Regions from separate parts of the Sus scrofa genome. Here region 1 is linked to region 2. Evidence: chromatin contacts called from public Hi-C data. All regions are on one chromosome and are shown on one strand. Each heading gives the region's core, a stretch centred on a gene start, on an enhancer-like site or on the middle of the called end of the contact. The rest is flanking DNA. Distances are from core to core; before and after follow the strand shown. Region 1 holds the start of MRPL32 (39S ribosomal protein L32, mitochondrial). Region 2 holds the start of CYCS (cytochrome c, somatic).

Region 1 (6,112 bases), core at 2,194-4,693, 4.7 Mb before region 2:
AACAGTAGTGGTAGTTTACTTATTTCAAAGGTTGTGAAGATTAAATGAAGTGATGCCTTGTGTTCCTGGCACAAAATCAGCAGTGAGTAAACACCCAATAGTAATGTTATCAAGAACATGTATGTGTCTGTTAAATACCAAGTAACACCATATTATTCCATGTGTGTGGGTTAAACATTTTGTAAAGTAGACATGGCCTGAGACATAAGACCTCCATATTAGTCGCAACAAGGTGTTTGTTATATAACACAGAGCTACTTCTAGAAGCTATGAGCTGGTTATACTTAACCTAATTGGTTTTTGAGTTTGGTAGCCAAATGCTAGGCCCAAACTGGCTTTTTAGGTCATACTTTATTTGATCTAGTTGTTGAGTTAGAACAATCACCATAAACATCACCAACCTTTCTATTATATAAACAGAGTCCTTGAATCAAAGCAATTTGTCCAAAGTGGCACACAGCTAGTCTACTACCAGTCTATCTCCAGTCTACTACCGCAAAGATGGTCTTGAATTTCAGAAGGTCATCTGTTTCATCTTCATAAAATTATAGATACTCTGTCACTCAACTCACACCATCCCACCTTGCTCCAGATACACAACTACTCTTAGAAATAAAAAAACTCTTGGACAAGCTAATCCCACTGTCTGCAGTGCACTTCATCATTATCTGGTGGACTCTTTCTGGCCATCCTTAGAAACGCCCGTCCTCAGGGAAGCTGCCCTAACCACTCAGATCAGGCTGAATCCCATGCACTCAGACCTGTAATGTCTCATGCTTCCTCTCTGGCTAAGATTCATCATCCTTCAATTATTTTTGCACTACTTATAAAGCATAAGCTCGGTTCAGTCAGTTCTTCAGCACATAACCTAGGACCCGGAGTCCACAATCATTTGACTAACAGACAGACACTCATCTAGACCTCTTTAGGGAATAAGCCTAGGGCCAGCAGTTTAAAAACTATTAAAGGACAAAATTAGGTGACCTGAGCAGAATAACACTGATAAACATTTAAATCTTTAAAATTAAACTGTTCTTGTTTCCCCTTTAATGGTCATTATTTTAATAATCATATCATGACCTTCTGGGCCCATCCAGCTTTCAGTTATTCTTCAATACCGAATTTAAATACTTCTGGGGACATTTTAAAAGATTAGGTAAATTTAAAGTTACCTTTTCTTCTGTTGCCGTAATCACACATACACACTCACTGAGCTACTCAACCAACTTTGTATTCAATCAGGCCAGTATTCGGCTCCAAAGCACAGGGATAACTGAAGAAGCCTTCTAACTAGTTTTCCTCTTTTCTACTCTTACTTCCATACCCCTAGCCAGTTATCTTTGTACTGTGTCACCCCCTCTCTCTCCACTTAAATCCTGTAATAATTTCTTGGTTCACTTACAATAAAAACTCCTACAGGGCCCTGGAAGATGGCCCCTGCCCCATGCTGCCTCCCTGCTCACTCTTAACTCACTGGCCTTATATGAATTTAAGAGTTCAAGCTCAGCACTTTCATACATGCTTTTTCCCTCTGTCTACAATTCACTCTACCCCTAAATCTTCAAATAGTTGGCTCCCTTTCATCTTCCAGTGCCCAAAATCAGCCCCAACACTGGCCTTCCCAGACTATCCAATCTAAAGTTATGTTTCTTCTTTCTGCTTCTCTTGATAAAAATTCCTAAGTCGGGAAAAAACATTCTTCAGAGTGCATTAGTAGGTACCAATTTGTTTACTCGCTTATTATCAATATCCCCAACTCAATGTAATCTTCAAAAACACCCCTGCAGCCTATAGTTCAGTCTCTGGTCACTTCCATCATTAATAGTCTAATACGGTATTACAACCGGCTAGAAACAAATGTTTTAACTAAAACAGAACTGCACCGTCATGTTAAAGAACAAGAGTGTATTTTAATAAAGAAACTTATCATAGAAAGATTCAGCCCCTGATAACGAACGGCTGTTTTATGTTTCAGCTCCCCTAGGATCACTCTTCGTTACAGATAAAAGTCCAGGTTTGTTCTGCTCATGAATATGAACAGTGACTACTTGGCAAATACTGTTTTCTATCTCTGTATATGATAAGATCTTTTATTAAAAAGAAGGTGTTTCAGTATTTTAAGAAGACATCATACAATAATGTAAAGTATTAATTTTGTCGTCAGAAAAAAACTCGGCTGGAACGTTAACTCAGCTATTCATCTATGACCACTGGACGAGTTATTTAATTGGTCTGAGCGGTGGTAATTAGCTCATCTGTAAAGCGCTGCGATAACATTTACCACACATGGAGGCAGAAAGAGATGCAGTAAGCTGCACCCACATAAAGTACTCAACAAGTTAGACCTCGCCTGCTTTCAGCAGTCAAAATAAGAATATATGTTAAACGAGGCATCACTGATCTATAGGAAAATGATCAAACTGAACCATTCCCCCGCTCGATTATTAAATCTTTCAATGATGATTTTCTTACACTGGAAATGATGACAATTCATTTCAAATTTATTTTGAAAAATATACTTATATATTTACTCTAAAAAAGGCCTACAACCTTTCTACAAACAAACAAAAAATCCCCCTCCCAATACAACAGCCAAAAAGCGCAAATGCAGCCGAGGAGTTTGGAGTCCTCAAACCAGGGGGCAGAAAGATTACCGCTTTCATTTTCAGTCCTTAAACTTCCGGTGGGAGCACCAAGGAAACCGAAAGCGGGAAGAGCTTTCGAAAGACATTAATGCCAAATGCAGTCTAAGACTCGGACCAAACTGGAAAGTTGGCCTTTCCGAGAAAAGGAACCCCATAGATTTGACCAAGATTCCGCGCTCCGGAAGCTCCCGAAATCAGGCCTACTTGGGTAAAAAAAACCAAAACTGTGAGTTCTGAACGGGACACTCAGAGACAGCGAACCCAAAGCTGCCTTTTCTAGTGCCCAAAGCCAAAGAAAACACCTCGGTGAGGGCCTCCACCTCCCGCAGCGCCAAGGTCGCCCGGGATCCCCGGACTCGCGTCCCCACAGCCCCCCGACACCAATGCTCCCCAGGCCGCGGGAGGGCCCCGCAAATGACTTTGCAAAGTCGCATTTCCACCCCCAAGCCCTCCTGGGCCTTCTGAAAGCACCAGGCCAGAGACCAGGATGGGAAAAACCGGGTCGGCTGAGCTCCTGCAACCTCAGCTACATGGAGGACCTCGGAGACCCCTTCCCTACCTGAATGTAGTCAGCGAAAAGCTGTAACCACGCTCCGCCATCTTTACCCGAAGATCCAAGGCACAGCCGCACACATGCGCACTGAAGCCCGTTTCTTCTCATTTCCCCTCCCCGCGCCTTCCTTTCTCTCTCTCTGATTGGAGAAGAATCAGAGCCGCTCCAGAGGCATGCTGGGCATTGTAGTTCTAAACGAGACGTTGGCCGACTCTGATCTGTGCGCATGCTCGAGGTAGGGGTGGGCCCCCGGCCCGATGGGCGTGGTTTTTGGGCGAGCAACATGGCGTCCGCCATGCTGGTGCTGGTGGTTCCGCCGTGGCCCGCAGCCCGGGGACTTCTCCGGAATTGGTGGGAACAACTGCAACGGAAGCTTCAGCACAACCGGCTAGGCCTTCCCCTTCATCCTTGGGGTAGGTAAAGAAAACCTCCGTGGAGAGCGGTTTGGGCCCGGGGACCCCAGGCATGGTTGTGGACCCCGCTCCTGCTCTGCCCTCCTCCCGCGGTCTGATCTCCCGCAGAGCGTAGAGGACATTGTCCTGGACCTTCATTTACTTAGAAGCAAGAGACAGCAATTTTTGCTCCCCAGTCCCCTGCAAAAAAGGAAAAAGGCCCTGCACTTGTCCCATTCGTGCCTAGGGGCTGAAGGGCATTAGCTTGGCACCACGCCGAGCTGCTGTTTCGATCCTCTTGTCTTTCCTTTCGTTCCACTTCCTAAAGCAATTTGCCTTCCGGTGTTTGAGCTCTGTGCAGTTGAATCCTGATCCTCTGTTTCCCATGGCAACTAAGTTTTGCTTTTTAGGGCCTCAGCCCCAGGCGTACGGAAGTTCCCAGGCTAGGGGTCAAATCGGAGCTACCGCTTCGGGCCTGCGCCACAGCCACAGCAATGCTGGATCCCAGCCGCATCTGGGACCTACACCACAGCTCACTGCAGTGCTGGATTTTGACCCACTGAGCGAGGCCAGGGATTGAACCCACATCCTCATGGATATTAGTCGGATTCATGTCTGCAGCCCCAAGACGGGAACTCCCAACAGAAACTACTTTTAAATGGAAGCATCTTGGATGTCATTGATTCCACATTTACATTCTCCTCGATTTTGAAGGTATCCAGAACATGGAAGTGATAATACCCAGGTAGTATGTCAAAATTTATATGTGCTTCCTGGGATAAATCTCCACAACTGTCCCATTAGGTGTCTGCACTTTTCTACAGATGTAGGCTCAGAAGGGAACCAAAGTGACACAGGCCGTCCAGAGCCTGTGCTCTTAACCACTTGTCTGGGCTTAGCAATACTTTTAGATAAACTGAAAAGGAATACCAGTTGTTAAGTGTTAGACATCTTTGTATACTTTTAAAAGTTTCTAAGATCAAGAAGTATTTTAGGTCTGAAGAATTTAGCCAGGAGAGGGTGAAGGAATCTCTTTGGTTTTATAAACAATTTAGAAAAACAAGAGTGAAACGTTGGGGATCACCTAAATAATTAATATCTTACAAAGAATGAGGAGCTAGTTCTTTTCCTTGGAGAATTGACATGGATCAAGATTAAATATCATGAAGAGCTAAGTGACTTAAAGTGTCTGCCAGGACAGAGGCGCTAACGCAGTTTGAATCTAATAAAGGACCAGTCAACATTTATCTCAGGGCCAGTGGAAAGCATAGATGTCCTTGCAAAGTAACTAGGTACTGCCCACCAAGTAGAATGTGGACAACTGAGTAAATTTTTTTTTCGGTCTTGTGTTGGGTGCCTCTCAGACTTTTTTCATGTTTACTACTCACCCCCTGAGTTCTGTATTACAAGACGAGAAACTTTTGGTAAAATTTCACTGATTGATTTAAGCAGGTGCTGCTAAGAAAAATTCTGTGTTCTTTAAAATGACTTCATGTATGAGCTTTAGTATATTGTAATGGCTGCTAAGGTTTCCTGTTAAATGTCTGTTGACTGTAATATTTTATCTATGTATGTGCCTGTTGATATATCACTGTTGATTGTTAAGGAGAGTGATATCTGTAAATAGTCATTTAGAAACTAGAAACTGATTCTGTATCTCCATGTTTTATTTTGTAGGACCAGCATTGGCAGTCCAAGGTCCAGCTATATGTACAGAACCAGCAAATGATACCAACGGAAGCAAGGCGATTTCCAGCCTTTTGGATAGTGTCTTTTGGATGGCAGCTCCCAAAAACAGACGTAGCATTGAAGTTAACCGGTGTAGAAGAAGAAACCCTCAGAAGCTTATTAAAGTTAAGGTAACACGATGATTTTTGTTGATGTGCTGTTTCTCCTCTACACTGCATTTTCTCTCAGTTTATCCAGATAGCCTATGAGTAAATTATTTTTGGATCTTATATGTCTCCTGTTCTCTGACCTAAATTAAATACAATATTCTTATTATGTGTGCCCACTGTCCTGTAGCCTAAATACTAGCAACACAGTCAAAGAGAAAGTTTGGAGTCTGGATAGGAATGGGTTGTAAAGAGTCTACTTGACGTTTGTCTTGTGAGTTATGCCAGTCCTGAGCTGTGTGCCTTTGAACCACGTATGAATAAACCTTTTTTTTTTTGTCCTTGGCTTTTTGAGGGCCGTACCCACGGCATATGGAGGTTCCCAGGATAGGGGTCTAATGGGAGCTGTAGCCGCCAGCCTACACCATAGCCACAGCGACACCGGATCCGAGCTGCATCTGCGACCTACACCACAGCTCACAGCAACGCCAGATCCTTAACCCACTGAGCAAGGCCAGGGATCGAACCTGAAACCTCATGGTTCCTAGTTGGATTGGTTTCTGCTGTGCCACAACAGGAACTCCTGAATAAACATTTTTAACTATGCAGAGTCTAAAGTTAAAATCCCAAGATCTATGGGATATTGGGTTTTACTAGCCCTAACAGATTTATTCTATTCTTCACTGT
Region 2 (5,398 bases), core at 1,893-4,392:
GACTCGTTATCTGAATTACAGCGCACTTTCTTTGCTTCCTCAAATTGTTTCTGCATGTGTTTCCAAACTACTTTCTCGTATTTCTCCAATGATTGAAAGTTAGGCTCTCAAGTTACAAATTGCTTCGCCAGGTCTTACAGGCCTAGCTAATCATCTCGCAACACAATAAAGCCCTTCCTTCCCAGTGTCCTCACTGTCCCACAAGGGATGGCTCTCACTACGAGTACAGACTCCCCCACTGAAAATTTCTCTCAGCCTTCTTTACGGCTTCGTTCAAACTCACCGCCTCCAAAAAATCTCTAGGGACTAAATGTGTATGGCACAAATTACGTATGAAATAATTAAGTACATAAACTAGACACTGTCACATACTGCAAAACTATGGTCAGAAACATATTCTTGGTAGTTTCCTGTCGTGGTGCAGTGGAAACGAACCCAACTAGTATCCATGAGGATGCAGGTCTGATCCCTGGCTTCACTCAGTGGGTTGGGGATCTGGCGTTGAGGTGAGCTGTGGTGTAGGTCGCAGACTCAGCTATGATCCTGCATTGCTGTGGCTGTGGTACTGGTGGCTGCAGCTCCAATTCAACCCCTAGCCTGAGAACTTCCATATGCTGTGGGTGCGGCCCTAAAAACAACAAAACAAAACAAAGGTAAACATAGTCTTCTACCTTAAGAAACCTTAAGGATGGATTACTAAGTGTTGTTCTAGTTCAGGCTCTCCTAGACCAAGTAAGCACACTCTGGTACTATGGCTAGTAACACTGCTGCTGCTTCTTTTGGGTTCCTGTATTTTTCAACCATTTTGGTATGATATTAAAACAAGCACGGAGGAAAAACCATGATCTGCGATTTTGTTTTTAATTCTTAAGCTTTATGACCAGATAATTTACAGATCTGTGCTGACGGTACAGCTCCCCTACTTTAAGCCTTCCATGAGTTGGCAAAAGCACCATTATCAATCACACACATCCGGTAGTTCTACAGTTGTGTTTCTGACTACCTATTTAAAAGACAATCCTGCATTCTAACAGCCTGACCTTGTAAGAATTCACCTGCAAAGTCTGCTAACATATCTCGTCACACTGAATTTTAAAAGCCTCTGATCTTAAAGATCATCTATAAAATGTGAGAAATGCTAAATACTCTTTACTTGATGCTGTACATAAACCTCGCTAAAATACCTTTCAGTAAGTAAAAGGCAGTATTTTCGATACAGGTAATTCTAATGAAATTGGCATAGTTAAGACCAAAAAGATAAAGGGGACACTGTCAGTTTACCATTGGCTCATGCCTTAACAGGCTAGTGAACACAACTTGAAACACAGGTGAATCTTGCTCTGTTCTATGAGACAGTGAAGGGATCTTCTCAGTATTTAAATATATTAATATAACCAGTTATAGAAATCTAAATATAAAACCAATCTCCTATAGGTTCTGAGAAGGTATTCACCATTTTCCTGAAAAGTTTAACACTCCACATTCAAGTTTAACCATCTCTGTAGAAGGGAAAGACAGTGATAGTACTTGTTGAACTAGAATTAATATTAAAATTCAAACAGCTGACCATATTCATTTAGCCACCAACCAATCTTATTTAAATCAGGACCATCCAACAGAAACATTCCATCAGCCATACATGATCTGAATTCTAGAGTATGAGATCAATTTAAATATGGTACACATATAAAAGTCATGAGACATGTCGGTCTTGTAATAAATAAGGCGGTGGCCAACTTTTACTCATTAGTAGCTTTTTTCAGATAAGCTATCAAGTCTTCCCTTTCTCCCTTCTTCTTAATGCCAGCGAAGATCATTTTTGTTCCAGGGATGTACTTCTTGGGATTCTCCAGGTACTCCATCAGTGTCTCCTCTCCCCAGGTGATGCCTAAACAAGGACGGATGCAGTATTAAGTATGTCGCACTCCCAAAAAACTGTTCATTTACCATAGGTTACATCCCTGCAATTTGTGCTCGGGTTTGTTCACGAGGGTCCCCCTCTTACCTTTGTTCTTGTTGGCATCTGTGTAAGAGAATCCAGGAGCCTGACCTGTCTTCCGCCCAAAGAGACCATGGAGGTTTGGACCAGTCTTGTGCTTGCCTCCCTTTTCTACAGTGTGGCACTGGGCACACTTCTGAACAAAAATCTTCTTGCCCTTCTCAACATCACCCATTTTAAAATCTAGAAATGAAAGACTCAGCTTATTAATTTTTCTGCAAGTAAAAATACAGTGGAAACAAATGATCAACTCCAGTCACTTATTCATTGCAAACTTATTACACTAAGTACCAGGCTGAACCATGCTTTACTCGCTACACTTGCAATAGACTCTTTAACAGAAAAAACTTTTTATAGCAAAAACGCTATTTGGAAGAACTTCGAAAAAGTTACAGCCCAAGCAAGCAAAGTGGGATGCTAGTTCAAAACTATTCCAAAAGATGAGGTCAAGGTCACAAAAAGTCACAAAGCTAATTAAGCTGAACTGTGATTACATTAAACCCAAACCACCAAAAATTCCAACTTTCGCCTTGCTGTGGGTTGGGAGGGCAGCAGCAAGCTTCGAGGTCCCCCGTCCCTGGGGTCTCAGGGGCGACCACGAGATCATTCACCCAGGCCGGGTTGAAGGAGACTGGGATGAAACCTACGTCTCCCAGGTGCCTGAACAGGTGAAGAGGAAACGCAACAGGTGGCCAGAAGAAGAAGATTTACTGGAAAAGCAGTTGGCTCTCTTGGAAAGCAGACGTGAGGCGCCGCGCGCAGCACCCTCACCCCCGCCCTCCCTCGGGAGGAAGTCTTGTCAGTCACTGCCACAGCCCCGACGTCCCGAGGGCCAGCATCTCGCAACGGTTCACAACCAAGTCATCTTTAAACGTTCAGGACCTTGACCAGACCACGCCATTACCTAGCTGGGTCCTGGCCCTGCTCAAAGCGGAGACCACCCGCTCGTGGCCGGGCGCAGTCCGGGGCCGCCACTCCCGGCCCGCCCGGCCTCAGTTCGCCCGCGCGCAGCCCTCGCAAGCGCGCGCCCTCAAGGCTTGGCTTCCCGCCCGCTGTGGCCTCCGCACCCAGGGCTCACCGTTCTTTCGCCGAGCTCAACAGACAAGCCACCACTCGCAGGCCGGACGTCCCGCTTTCTGGGTCCAAGGACACGCCGGTCCGCGCCTATGTACCGGCGTTGGTGCAACCGAACTAGCTCCGCCCTCTGGCGGCTCCACGTGCGGCCCGGCGGACTGATACGCAGTGACGTCACCGCGCCTCATTGGCCCCGGTCTCTAGGGCCGGCTTCGGAGATCTGCGCGCGCACGCCGGCTAGCAGGGTAGGGTGTACCGCGTGCGTGCCCTTCCTGTCGGGGCCTCTCTTGCCGGGTATTTACGACAGGCCGTTAGAGGTGCGACACCGAGGTTGTGCCGGGAAGGGCGGGCATCGCTCTCTGACCTCTTGTGTGCTTGCGTGTGATGACGGGGAGGGTGGGGCGGAATGGAGTAGTGGATTGAGGGCGGAATGCGGCCGGGGTAACCGGGTTGTTCTGGTTGACGTAATGCTCTTTGAGCGGCACGTTTTGCCTGCCTGGAGGGAGACAGTCCAACTTGGACACACCTAGAGCTCCCCTGGCTGTCATTCCCTTAGCTGGCCACCTTTACCCAGACTTGATCGTATTTCCGCGGCTGGCGCCAGGGGCACCCCAGAGGGATAGCCTGCAACCAGAGTTGTGAGAGTTGGACATGAGCTCCTGACCTTGTTCTTGTTTCTCCTCCACTTTGTGACTTAAAGTCATCTTACAGATCTCCCTTTCCTTTACGGACGCCCGAAGACTGGGACAGGTGCTGCAGTTGCGGTGTTAGAGCTGCCTGGGTTGTAGCTCTGGTCCCTTACCTTCCGGCTTCTTTCTGCCAGCCCTTCCCTCCTGTCATTTGTGTGTAGAAAGAGCAAGGAGTGTGTGCAAGCAGCATCCAGGAAGAAATATTTTTACATAGTTAGAGAATTTCGGGGAATCTAGAGAGAATTTACATCCCATCTAACCTAAATGAAGATCATGTTCAAGTAAGCCAATGAGCTTGGGGTCATATTAGAAATGTAGGGTTTTTTGTTTTTGTTTGTTTTTTGTCTTTTTAGGGCCGCACCCCAGACATGTGGAGGTTCCCAGGCTAGGGGTCGAATCAGAGATGAAGCTGCTGGCCTGCGCCACAGCCATGCCAGATCCTACCCGAGTCTGTGATCTACACCACAGCTCACGGCAATGCAGGATCCTTAATCCATTGAGGCAGGCCGGGGATGGAACCTGCATGCTCTTGGATACTAGTCAGGCTCTTTACTGCTGAACCTCCATGGGAACTCCTAGAAGTGTAGGTTTGATCACCATAACTTCCAGTAATTATACTTCTAGCTCTCCTTCCTGAGATACACAGTTTTGTCACTGAGAAGTTTCTCAACTTCCTTGTCCCTCAGTTTAGCCCCAGAATTCTAATTGATTTTTCCTTCTTTTCCCTGTTCTGTCAAGCGCTGCTGAATTCATTCATTCAAGGGTTTATTGAATGCATATCATGTGCTGGACACTTTCTAGGAACTTGGAATAAATCAGTGAAAAATGTTTCTCTGGTGGAGCTTACATTCTAGCATCCTTCCTCCTACCTCTGAATTCAGCAATAGCTGCTAAGAGGTTAATTCATTAATTAATTAATTTCATTTTCCAAAGATTAAATGATTAAAAAGCGCACCACACTGTATAGAAATCAACATTCTCTCCCATAATTCTGTGCATCTGGGACTATAGAAATGTCACTGTCCCTGCCCCACATCTTCAAATTAACATTCTCAGGTCACAATAAGTCTTCCCAAAGGGGACCTTCCAGAAAAACAAGCTATTTCCTTTGCTCATATTTCCCTCTTTTTGTAGCATGCACCAACAATCTATCCAAGAAGTATATATTGGGGAATAGGAGGGGGTCCACCAGCAAGCCCACAGTTGCTGACAGCCATAAGGTGAGAGACAAGCACAAAAGGATACATCAACATACTGGCAAAAAATCCTGTGACAGCTTGGGAATAGCTAATTTCATTCATGGTGGAAACCCCACTGTCCAGTGCATAGGTACTGATGAGGTAGGCCAGTGAGTTAAAGAGCCACAAGGAAATGATGTCACCTAGGAGGCGAGGAATAAGACCTGCAAAATATCCTAGGATGCCCTCTTCCCGATAGATAGTTACCATGGAGTCACAAAGTCCACAGTACTTGGACTCTCTGCCAATGAATTGTACCATAGATCTCAAAGTGATCACGTGGAGGGGATGTGTGATGAGAGTAGCAGCAGAACGAGCCATCATCTCTCGAGCTGTCTCCTTGATAACTCAGTCAAAGGAGGATGAAACTTCTTTCTGTACATTTCCAGATCCTGTCT

The links. A called contact is a pair of places that touch in the nucleus more often than the background predicts.
Region 1: a Hi-C map of liver shows a contact between it and region 2, with 10 times the contacts expected there. The contact joins the promoter of MRPL32 here to the promoter of CYCS in region 2. A contact is called at or near these places in 2 of 47 Hi-C or Micro-C datasets (alveolar macrophages and liver).

Annotation. Positions count from the first base shown.
Region 1 is chr18:51,906,622-51,912,733 of Sscrofa11.1, reverse strand. It overlaps MRPL32 (39S ribosomal protein L32, mitochondrial), which reads left to right and starts at 3,443. Exons shown (of 3, transcript XM_021079164.1): 1 at 3,443-3,611; 2 at 5,268-5,449. The coding sequence starts at 3,482. It overlaps PSMA2 (proteasome subunit alpha type-2), which reads right to left and starts at 3,335. Exons shown (of 8, transcript XM_003360207.5): 1 at 3,205-3,335. The coding sequence starts at 3,245.
Region 2 is chr18:47,167,665-47,173,062 of Sscrofa11.1, reverse strand. It overlaps CYCS (cytochrome c, somatic), which reads right to left and starts at 3,142. Exons shown (of 3, transcript NM_001129970.1): 1 at 3,078-3,142; 2 at 2,006-2,182; 3 at 851-1,888. The coding sequence starts at 2,174. The coding sequence ends at 1,740. It also overlaps the pseudogene LOC102165713.